2 separate regions of the Oryctolagus cuniculus genome follow, and region 2 is linked to region 1. The links are chromatin contacts, called in public Micro-C maps. All regions are on one chromosome and are shown on one strand. The core of a region is the stretch at or near the end of the contact, and the rest is flanking DNA. Distances in the headings are between cores, read along the strand shown.

What was found. Hi-C and Micro-C count contacts between places; a contact is called where the count stands out from the background.
Region 2: a Micro-C map of ear pinna shows a contact between it and region 1, with 2.5 times the contacts expected there. The contact joins the enhancer-like site here to the promoter of SSBP1 in region 1. A contact is called at or near these places in 2 of 6 Hi-C or Micro-C datasets (ear pinna and an unstated tissue).

What each region holds. Positions count from the first base shown.
Region 1 is chr3:182,339,247-182,343,436 of mOryCun1.1, forward strand. It overlaps SSBP1 (single stranded DNA binding protein 1), which reads right to left and starts at 1,973. Exons shown (of 7, transcript NM_001082131.1): 1 at 1,590-1,973; 2 at 459-513. The coding sequence starts at 482.
Region 2 is chr3:182,450,747-182,454,710 of mOryCun1.1, forward strand. AGK (acylglycerol kinase) reads right to left here. Exons shown (of 14, transcript XM_070071403.1): 10 at 1,004-1,151; 11 at 517-614. Among named protein-coding and RNA genes, the nearest start is that of DENND11, 63 kb to the left of the region's middle. Within about 2 kb of position 1,880, at least 4 of the 8 cell types and tissues checked have an H3K27ac peak or open chromatin away from gene starts, as enhancers often do. A contact at or near this core is called in ear pinna, where this site is marked.

The sequences.
Region 1 (4,190 bases), core at 723-3,222:
GACTTTCTGTGTTTCACGTTCAGCCCACGAGAGTGGGTGAGAAGTGGGTACAAGGTGACAACAATTCCACGGAAGGCGGGTTCTTCGTCAGGAGGTGCTGTGAGGGAGACCACGGGCCTGCAGTGTGGCCGGCACAGGCCGGCACAGGCTGGCCGCATGGCTGCTGACGGGGCCGGCGGTGCCGAGAGGGAAGTGGACACAGCGAGCGCCTCGCCCAGGGAGATGAGGGCGCATCGCTAAGGAGGACGGGTCGGGGCGGGACCCACCGCCCTCACAGGACGCCGGTCGCTGACGCGGGCGCAAGCACACGTCTTACACACGGATCCCCATATCGCGGACAGACTGCAACACCTGCGGCCAAGTCCCTCCGCGCCCCGTCAGGAGGGGACAGTGAGCTCCCGGGGCCTCCCCCAGCGCTGACAAGGACCATCTCCGCGCCGGGCGACGGCAGCGGCTACCTGTAACGCAGGCCTCCGAAACATGGCTGCTCTTCTCAGTCTACCTCTGCCGGTCCTGAAGGGAAAGAAGAGCGCGCATTACATCCCACGGCAAGGGCAAGGGCCGCGCCGCCCGGGGCGCCACCCCTGCCCGCACCCCGCGCTGCCTGTGCCCCATCCCTGCCCGCACCCCGCAACCGCGCCGCCCGGGACGCCACCCCTGCCCGTGCCCCATCCCTGCCCGGGGCGCCATCCCCCCCCCCCCCCGCGCTGCCCGTGCCCCATCCCTGCCCGCACTGCCCGGTGCTCCACCCCTGTCCCCGCCCCGCCCGGGGTGCCATCCCCGCCCGCACCCCGCCCCCGCGCGCCATCCCCGCCCCCACGCTGCCCGGTGCCCCATCCCTGCCCGCACCCCGCCCCCGCGCTGCCCGGCGCTCCACCCCTGCCCGCACCCCGCCCCCGCGCTGCCCGGTGCCCCATCCCTGCCCGGGACGCCACCCCTGCCCGGTGCCCCACCCCTGCCCGCACCCCGCAACCGCGCGCCATCCTCGCCCCCGCGCTGCCCGTGCCCCATCCCTGCCCGGGGCGCCATCCCTGCCCGGGGTGCCATCCCCCCCACCCCGCGCTGCCCGGCGCTCCACCCCTGTCCCCGCACTGTCCGGTGCTCCACCCCTGTCCCCGCGCCGCCCGGGGCGCCATCCCTGCCCGGTGCTCCACCCCTGTCCCCGCACTGCCTGGGGCGCCATCCCCGCCCCCCCCCCCCCCCCCGCGCGCTGCCCGGCGCTCCACCCCTTTCCCCGCGCCGCCACCCCTGCCGGGTGCCCCATCCCTGCCCGGGGCGCCATCCCTGACCGGGGCGCCATCCCCCCCACCCCGCACTGCCCAGTGCTCCACCCCTGTCCCCGCGCCGCCCGGGGCGCCACCCCTGCCGGGTGCCCCATCCCTGCCTGGTGCCCCAACCCTCCCCCCCACCCCGCGCTGCCCGGCGCTCCACCCCCCCCCCCTCCCGCGCTGCCCGGAGCCCCATCCCTGCCCGGTGCCCCATCCCCGCCTGCACCCCGCACCCGCGCGTCATCCCCGCCCGCACCCGCACCCCGCACCCGCGCGCCATCCCGCGCGTCCGGCAGCGCCCCCCCCCACTAACATACACACCTGCGAGTCTCTCTGAGCCCACTTAACTTCCTTTTCCTCCAACCCGTCCAAAAAGTGGTCAGTTCCACCTCAACCCGCGGGCTTCTCAAATCCCACTAACACGCGAGCTCGGGGCAGAGACGAGACCCCACCCACTCACTGCCGAGCCTCCCCAGCCCCGAGGCCGTCGCCCGTGCACAGCGAGACGCGACGGCTGCTGCTGTCATCAGACTCAAGTCCGGTCCATTCCCGTCAGCACAGGGCAAGGCGCCGCGGGGACCCCGGGCGCCCCACCACGGTGCCCGCGCGCTCTCCCGAGGGCTGCGCTCCCACCCAGCAACGCACGTGGGCTGGGAACACCCCGCACGCGCGTCCGCCCGCGCGGGAACAGCCAGACACGGACGCGGCCCCGCACCCGGCCCCGCACACGGCGCGCGTCCTCGCTTCCGCCCGCCCTCACCCGGCGCTCCAGCCGACGGCCTCCAGCCCTAGGATTACTTCCGGTGCACGCAGGAAGCTCTGCTCGCGAAAGAGGAAACAGGAAGTCACAGGCGTGCTCCGTGGAAATGGTGCCGGCCACAACCGCTGCAAACGCGTTTCCGGAACTCGGGCGTTCCGGGCGCTGGATCGACGCCGCCCGGTGGCGAGTTCGGCCGACTTCAAGTGTTTAATGCAATTGCGATAGCGTTCCCAGCACAACGCCAGGAGGCGGCGGAGAACGCGAATGCGAGCGTAGCCCCGCCCCGGCCTCCTAATGCTGCCGGGATGAGCCAGGGCCGAGGGCTGGCCACCTAGAGAAACCCGCGACGTTGCAGAACACGCAGAGGCCTGCAGTCCAGTCGTGGTCCCTTCGCGTTTCCGCTGAGAGCTGCCGTGTCTGACTTTCCGTGGCCAAGCGACAGTCAAATACTACAAATTGAGCTTAGTGACCTTAACATGCTGGTAGTTTGCTCATTGTGGGTTTTTTTTTTTTTTTTTTTTTTTTTTTTTTTTTTGACAGGCAGAGTGGACAGTGAGAGAGAGAGACAGAGAGAAAGGTCTTCCTTTGCCGTTGGTTCGCCCTCCCGGTGGCCGCCGCGGCCGGCGCACCGCGCTGATCCGATGGCAGGAGCCAGGTGCTTCTCCTGGTCTCCCATGGGGTGCAGGGCCCAAGCACTTGGGCCATCCTCCACTGCACTCCCTGGCCACAGCAGAGAGCTGGCCTGGAAGAGGGGCAACCGGGACAGAATCCAGCGCCCCGACCGGGACTAGAACCCGGGGTGCCGGTACCGCAGGTGGAGGATTAGCCTAGTGAGCTATGGCGGCGCCAGTGGCGCCGGCCAATAATGTGCATTTTCCAGCTTAGACTTCGTGGTTGACCTTTCACTCTACTGTAGAAGAAATGGCCTGGGTATGTGAGCTAGGGGGCTGGTAAGAGCTGAAAGGGTGTGTGAGAGAGGAGGATACTCCAGCACCACTAATTCTCTCTCCAATGCTCACAACAGCCAGGGCTGGAGCCGAGAGTGCAATTCGGATCTGCCACGTGGGTGGCAAGAACCCAGTTTCTTGAGCCATCATCACTACTTTTGCAGGGTCTGCACTGGCAGGAAGCTGGAGGCAGGAGCTAGAGCTCCTTGTCAAACCTAGACACTCCAGTATGGGCCAGGGGCATCTAACACCAAACGCTCACTCCACACTAAACTCATTTTAAAACTCGAATGACGTCCAGTAAACAGAAATAGCAGTAAACAAGAATGGGCTGTGGAGCCATATTACACTTAGTTGCATGGAAAAAATTGCTGTTCTGACAATTTATATGATTATTCAGTTTTTGGAAACCATCTTTAAAAGTGAAGGGAAGAGAAATAAGGTAGCAGAAAAGCTCTTAATCACTAAAAGATTACCTCAGTTAAGATGGCACAGCAGTAATGGGACACCCAGATCCCCTGTTGCTACACCTGCGTTTGAGTCCTGGCTCTACTCCAAGTCCGGCTTCCTGATGCTGTGCCCCCTTGGAAGGCATCAGGTAGTGGCTTAAGTGGTCGGGTCCGTGCCACACACTAGACCTGGATTGAAGGGCCAGCACCATGATGCAGTGGGTTAATCCTACGCCTGCAGTGCCGGCATCCCATATGGGGGCTGGTTCTGGTCTCAGCTGCTCCTCTTCCAATCCAGCTCTCTGCTGTGGCCTGGGAAAGCAGTGGAAGATGGCCCAAGTCCTTGGGCCCCTGTACCCTCGTGGGAGGCCGGGAGGAAGTTCCTGGCTCCTGGCTTTGGATCAGCATAGCTCCGGCCATTGTGGCCACTTGGGGAGTAAACCAGTGGACAGAAGACCTTTGTCTCTCCCTCTCACTGTAACTCTACCTCTCAAGTAAATAAATAAAATCTTAAAAAAAGACCTGGATTGAGTTCCCGTCTTCTGGTGTCAGTCCAATCCCAGTTGTGGCAAGCATTTGGGGAATACAACAGCAGATGAGATCTCACCCCCCTCCCCATCCCTTTTCAAAAAATAAAATTTGAAAGATGACAAAGAGGAATTAGAGTACTTTTATGACCAACATTTTTTATGGCAAAGCCTGACCACCACTTGCTTTGGCCCCTCTGAAGCTGCATTGCTGCCAGACATGTTACTGCTGACCTACT
Region 2 (3,964 bases), core at 630-3,129, 110 kb after region 1:
AAAGATTTATTTATTTGAAATCCAGAGTTAGAGAACAAGAGAGAGACAGAGAGCACTTTCATCCACTGGTTCACTCCCCAAACGGCACAGGAGCCAGGAGCTTCCTCCGGGTCTCCCACGTGGGTGCAGGGCCCCAGCACTTGGTCCATCCTCCACTGCTCTCCCAGGTGCATCATCAGGGAGCTGGATCAGAAGTGGAGCAGCCCGGAAATGAACTGGTGCCCACATGCGATGACGGCACTGCCGGTGGCGGCTTCACCCACTCCACCACAGCACCGGCCCCAAGGAGTAGGTAACTTTTCATCTGTACAGGCCACTACGCAACGGCCAGAACTCTAACTCAGAGCCCACGGAGCTTCCCCGGCACCTCTGCACTCCTTGACAGCCACACACACCCCTTTTCTCCTGATCGGTTCCTCTCTGTCTGCACAGGGTCAAAATCAATCAGTGCAAGAACACGTAGCCTTGGTCAGTTTTCCCAGACACCAGATGTTTCTCAAGCAAAAGCACACTCACCGTCAGGTCAAGCTGGCTGTTCCGTGTTGTGATGGACAGTTCAATGGTGGACAGCTGTACTTCCTTCCAGTCTTGCAGGCTCACCTCTTGGGAGAGGGCTGTGGGAGACGCACAGGCACAAGTCAACTTCTTGCACCAACAACTCACCACCCACTAGCAGCACAGTCCACTCAGCTCCACCAGCCCTTCTACTGACCGTCCCTCACCCTTCTTAGACACAACGGGTAAGGAGCCAGGCTCCAAGTGGGATGTGTCTGCAACACCCACACCAAAAGTAGCTGTGCTGGCGTCAGCGTCAGTGTCAGGGAGAGTGCACAGCCTCCTGGGCCCATCGCTGGGGCCTCGTTTGGGCCTACCCTGGTGGCACACGGAAGGCTGCCTTCAACGACCCTTCAGGTCCACCTCGGTGCTAGCTAAGGCTCTAGACCGATTTCTGGGGGTCTGCTTTCGGGCGCTCTCATCTCCCTTCCGTCACCACGCTGCTCACCTTCCGGAGGTGGTGCCCAGTATGACGCGAGCCTTCGCAATATTCTCCTGTACAAAGACGGCCGGGGAGGGGTCCCTTCTGGCTCACTGGGTGGTCTCACTGTAGGACCCGTGTACGAGATGGAGGCTTGATGCGTTTGAGGCCACTCCTTTAAATGAGAAGAGAAAAGCTTTCGTCACACACGATTCTTCATTCTGGGAGTCTGTCTCTGCAAACATCGATATTCTAGCTCTACTTGCTGGGGCCACCTCTCGGTGCATGGACTCAAGTGTCGTTTCCTGCGACAGTTCCTTTCTGAGAACCACAGACCCCGTGGCTGTTGCCACCACCGCTCTACCACAGAGCAGGAAATCCAAGTGGACCGATAACCACTGCTTACACTGGTCCAAAAACCCATGAATAAAGTCATCCCCTAAAAACGCTATCCGTGGTGACGCAACAATGAAATCAGCCAGTTGCATCCGGCACTTACTTCACTTCTGCACCCACATCACAGAGGCCAGCCAGGCTTGGTCAGGCTTGCAAGTCGGCCCAAGGCTTCTCGCCTCTGCTCCAAAGCCCAGCAGCCTCAGGTTGCAGTCTGTTTTCTACTTCTGGGAGCCCCCGGCCCAGTGTCGTCCTGAGTCACCTGATGGTGTCTGCGCCTCACCCCTTGACGGCGGCTCTGACTCACCAGGCCAGCCCTTCCCGTGGCCACACCCTGGCCCTTACATCCTGAAAAGCGAAAATTCTGATCTCCTACTCTCCAGTCACACCCACATCCCACGTACCCAGAGTCTCAGGGTAAACTTCTCCCTCCTCTCAAGCTTCCATGGCGTGAATTACAAACAGTAAGAAGCAGGTCTCAGCTTCACCACTTACTCCTGCCCACGTCCAGAGGGCTGAGGCATGGTCCCGGCCGGCCCCTTCCTCCCACCCCTCTGCCCCATGGCCCTGGCCCCTTCCTCCCGCCCCTCTGCCCCATGGCCCCGGCCCCTTCCTCCCGCCCCTCTGCCCCACGGCTCCTGCCCCTTCCTCCCTGACCCATGGCCCCAGCCCCTTCCTCCTGCCCCCTGCCCCGCGGCCCCCACCCCTTCCTCCCTGCCCCATGGCCCCAGCCCCTTCTTCCTGCCCCACAGCCCCACCTCTTCCTCCCGCCCCTCTGCCCCACGGCCCCCGCCCCTTCCTCCGGCCCCTCTGCCCCATGGTCCTGGCCCCTTCCTCCCACCCCTCTGCCCCGCGGCCCCCGCCCCTTCCTCCTGCCCCTCTTTCCCACGGCCCCCGCCCCATGGCCCCCGCCCCTTCCTCCCGCCCCTCTTTCCCACGGCCCCTGCCCCTTCCTCCCTGCCCCGCGGCCCCGCCCCTTCCTCCAGCCCCTCTGCCCCACGGCCCCGCCCCTTCCTCCAGCCCCTCTGCCCCACGGCCCCGCCCCTTCCTCCCGCCCCTCTGCCAGCAGCTGTCCTCCAGGCACGCCTCTGCTGCGGCTTCCCACAGGAAGCTCACTGCGGTGGTCTCTGCCCTGGAGAAGCCACTTCCAGTGGACGAGTCCAGTCTGTGGCACCAGGAAGTCAGGTTGTGACCCTGCATCGAAACTGTGTCCCTCCCTCCTGCGACATGCATAAAACTGACACTTTCCATCCCCATCTGCCGGGTTCCTAGGAACGACTGCATGATTCGGTCCGAATGCAAAGGCAGAGGACAGGGATGTTACTGTTTGGCCCCTGAAGATGCTAACCCCACTGGGAATTCCGCTCGCTGGCCATTCTGTTTTTCTCAGCGCCTTGTTAATTACTTCCTGTTGCTTCCTTGGCCCTTGTTTTCGTTCATAATGCACTTGCCAAGAAGCCCAGTTGTGGAGACACCTGTCACTACGTCACGGCTCGGGAATCCGTCCAGTCACCCAAATTCTTGGTCCCCACAGATCCCTGGTCTCAGGGCTTCAGAGCCGCTTGATCATCCCCCTGAACCTGCTCTCTCATGTTTCCCCCAACCCCACCCCCGCCACCGCCCACCTCCTTCTCAGCACTTCCCTGAGAGTAGCAGGGACAGGAGAGAACTTCCGTAACTTGCAGATGAAAGCAAGATTGTAGCACCTATTCTCTATTTCTCCTGCATCAAGGAAGGTGTCCCTTCCTGTCCTGGGACAGCCCAGGGCTAAGATCCCTCCCACACACTTCTATTGGCGTGGGCCTTACCAAACCACTCATGCTTTCCTCTCTCCTTTTTCTTCACCTCTTCCCACTCTATTCTTGTGCTTAGGAGTGTAAAGGCAAGGATATTTCTTCAATCAAAAAAGCAACACTCCACCGACCCCTACTTAGAACTTTCGCCTTCTCTGCAAATCAAACTCCTTGGCCTGAGAGGCCTCCGCTCGCTGCCGCTGCCGCCGCCTCGTCCCCCATACGTTCCTGAGCGTTCTTAAACATGGCTGCAGCCTCCCCAGTCTGGAAGCCACCAGCTTGGAGGCTGCCGAGTCAGTGGACACTGTCCTGTCTGTAGTCACACACTTGCTGCTGCTTCCTGGGATTCTCACTTCTGTGGGCTTCTATGTCAGCGCCCCCTCCTAGATCTGCTCTTAGTACGCCCTCGTCGTCTTTTCTGGCCCTTTAAATGCTCATATTCCTCAGGGCTGTTCCTGGCCAGCTGTTAGCAGTGGTAACTTCACCACCCCCACAGTGTCAATGCCACAGCTGCACTCAGAGACATCCACATGGATTTCCTCAGCCCAGACCTCTGCCGAATTCCAGGCCTGAATCACAACTCTACCCACACTTGTCTGTACCGTGGGCTTGACAAATTCAGTGTGAACCAAACTGAAAACTTCGTCTTTCTGCACACACTTGGTCTTACTCTAACCCTCACACTGATAGAAAACTCTAGTTACAAAACTCTAGCGCCTCACACCAAACTCTGGCAAACCCATATTCTTCCAGCGTTTGCCCGTTCCCCCTCCGTAAGCTCTTTCATGCACCCTCTGCTGGT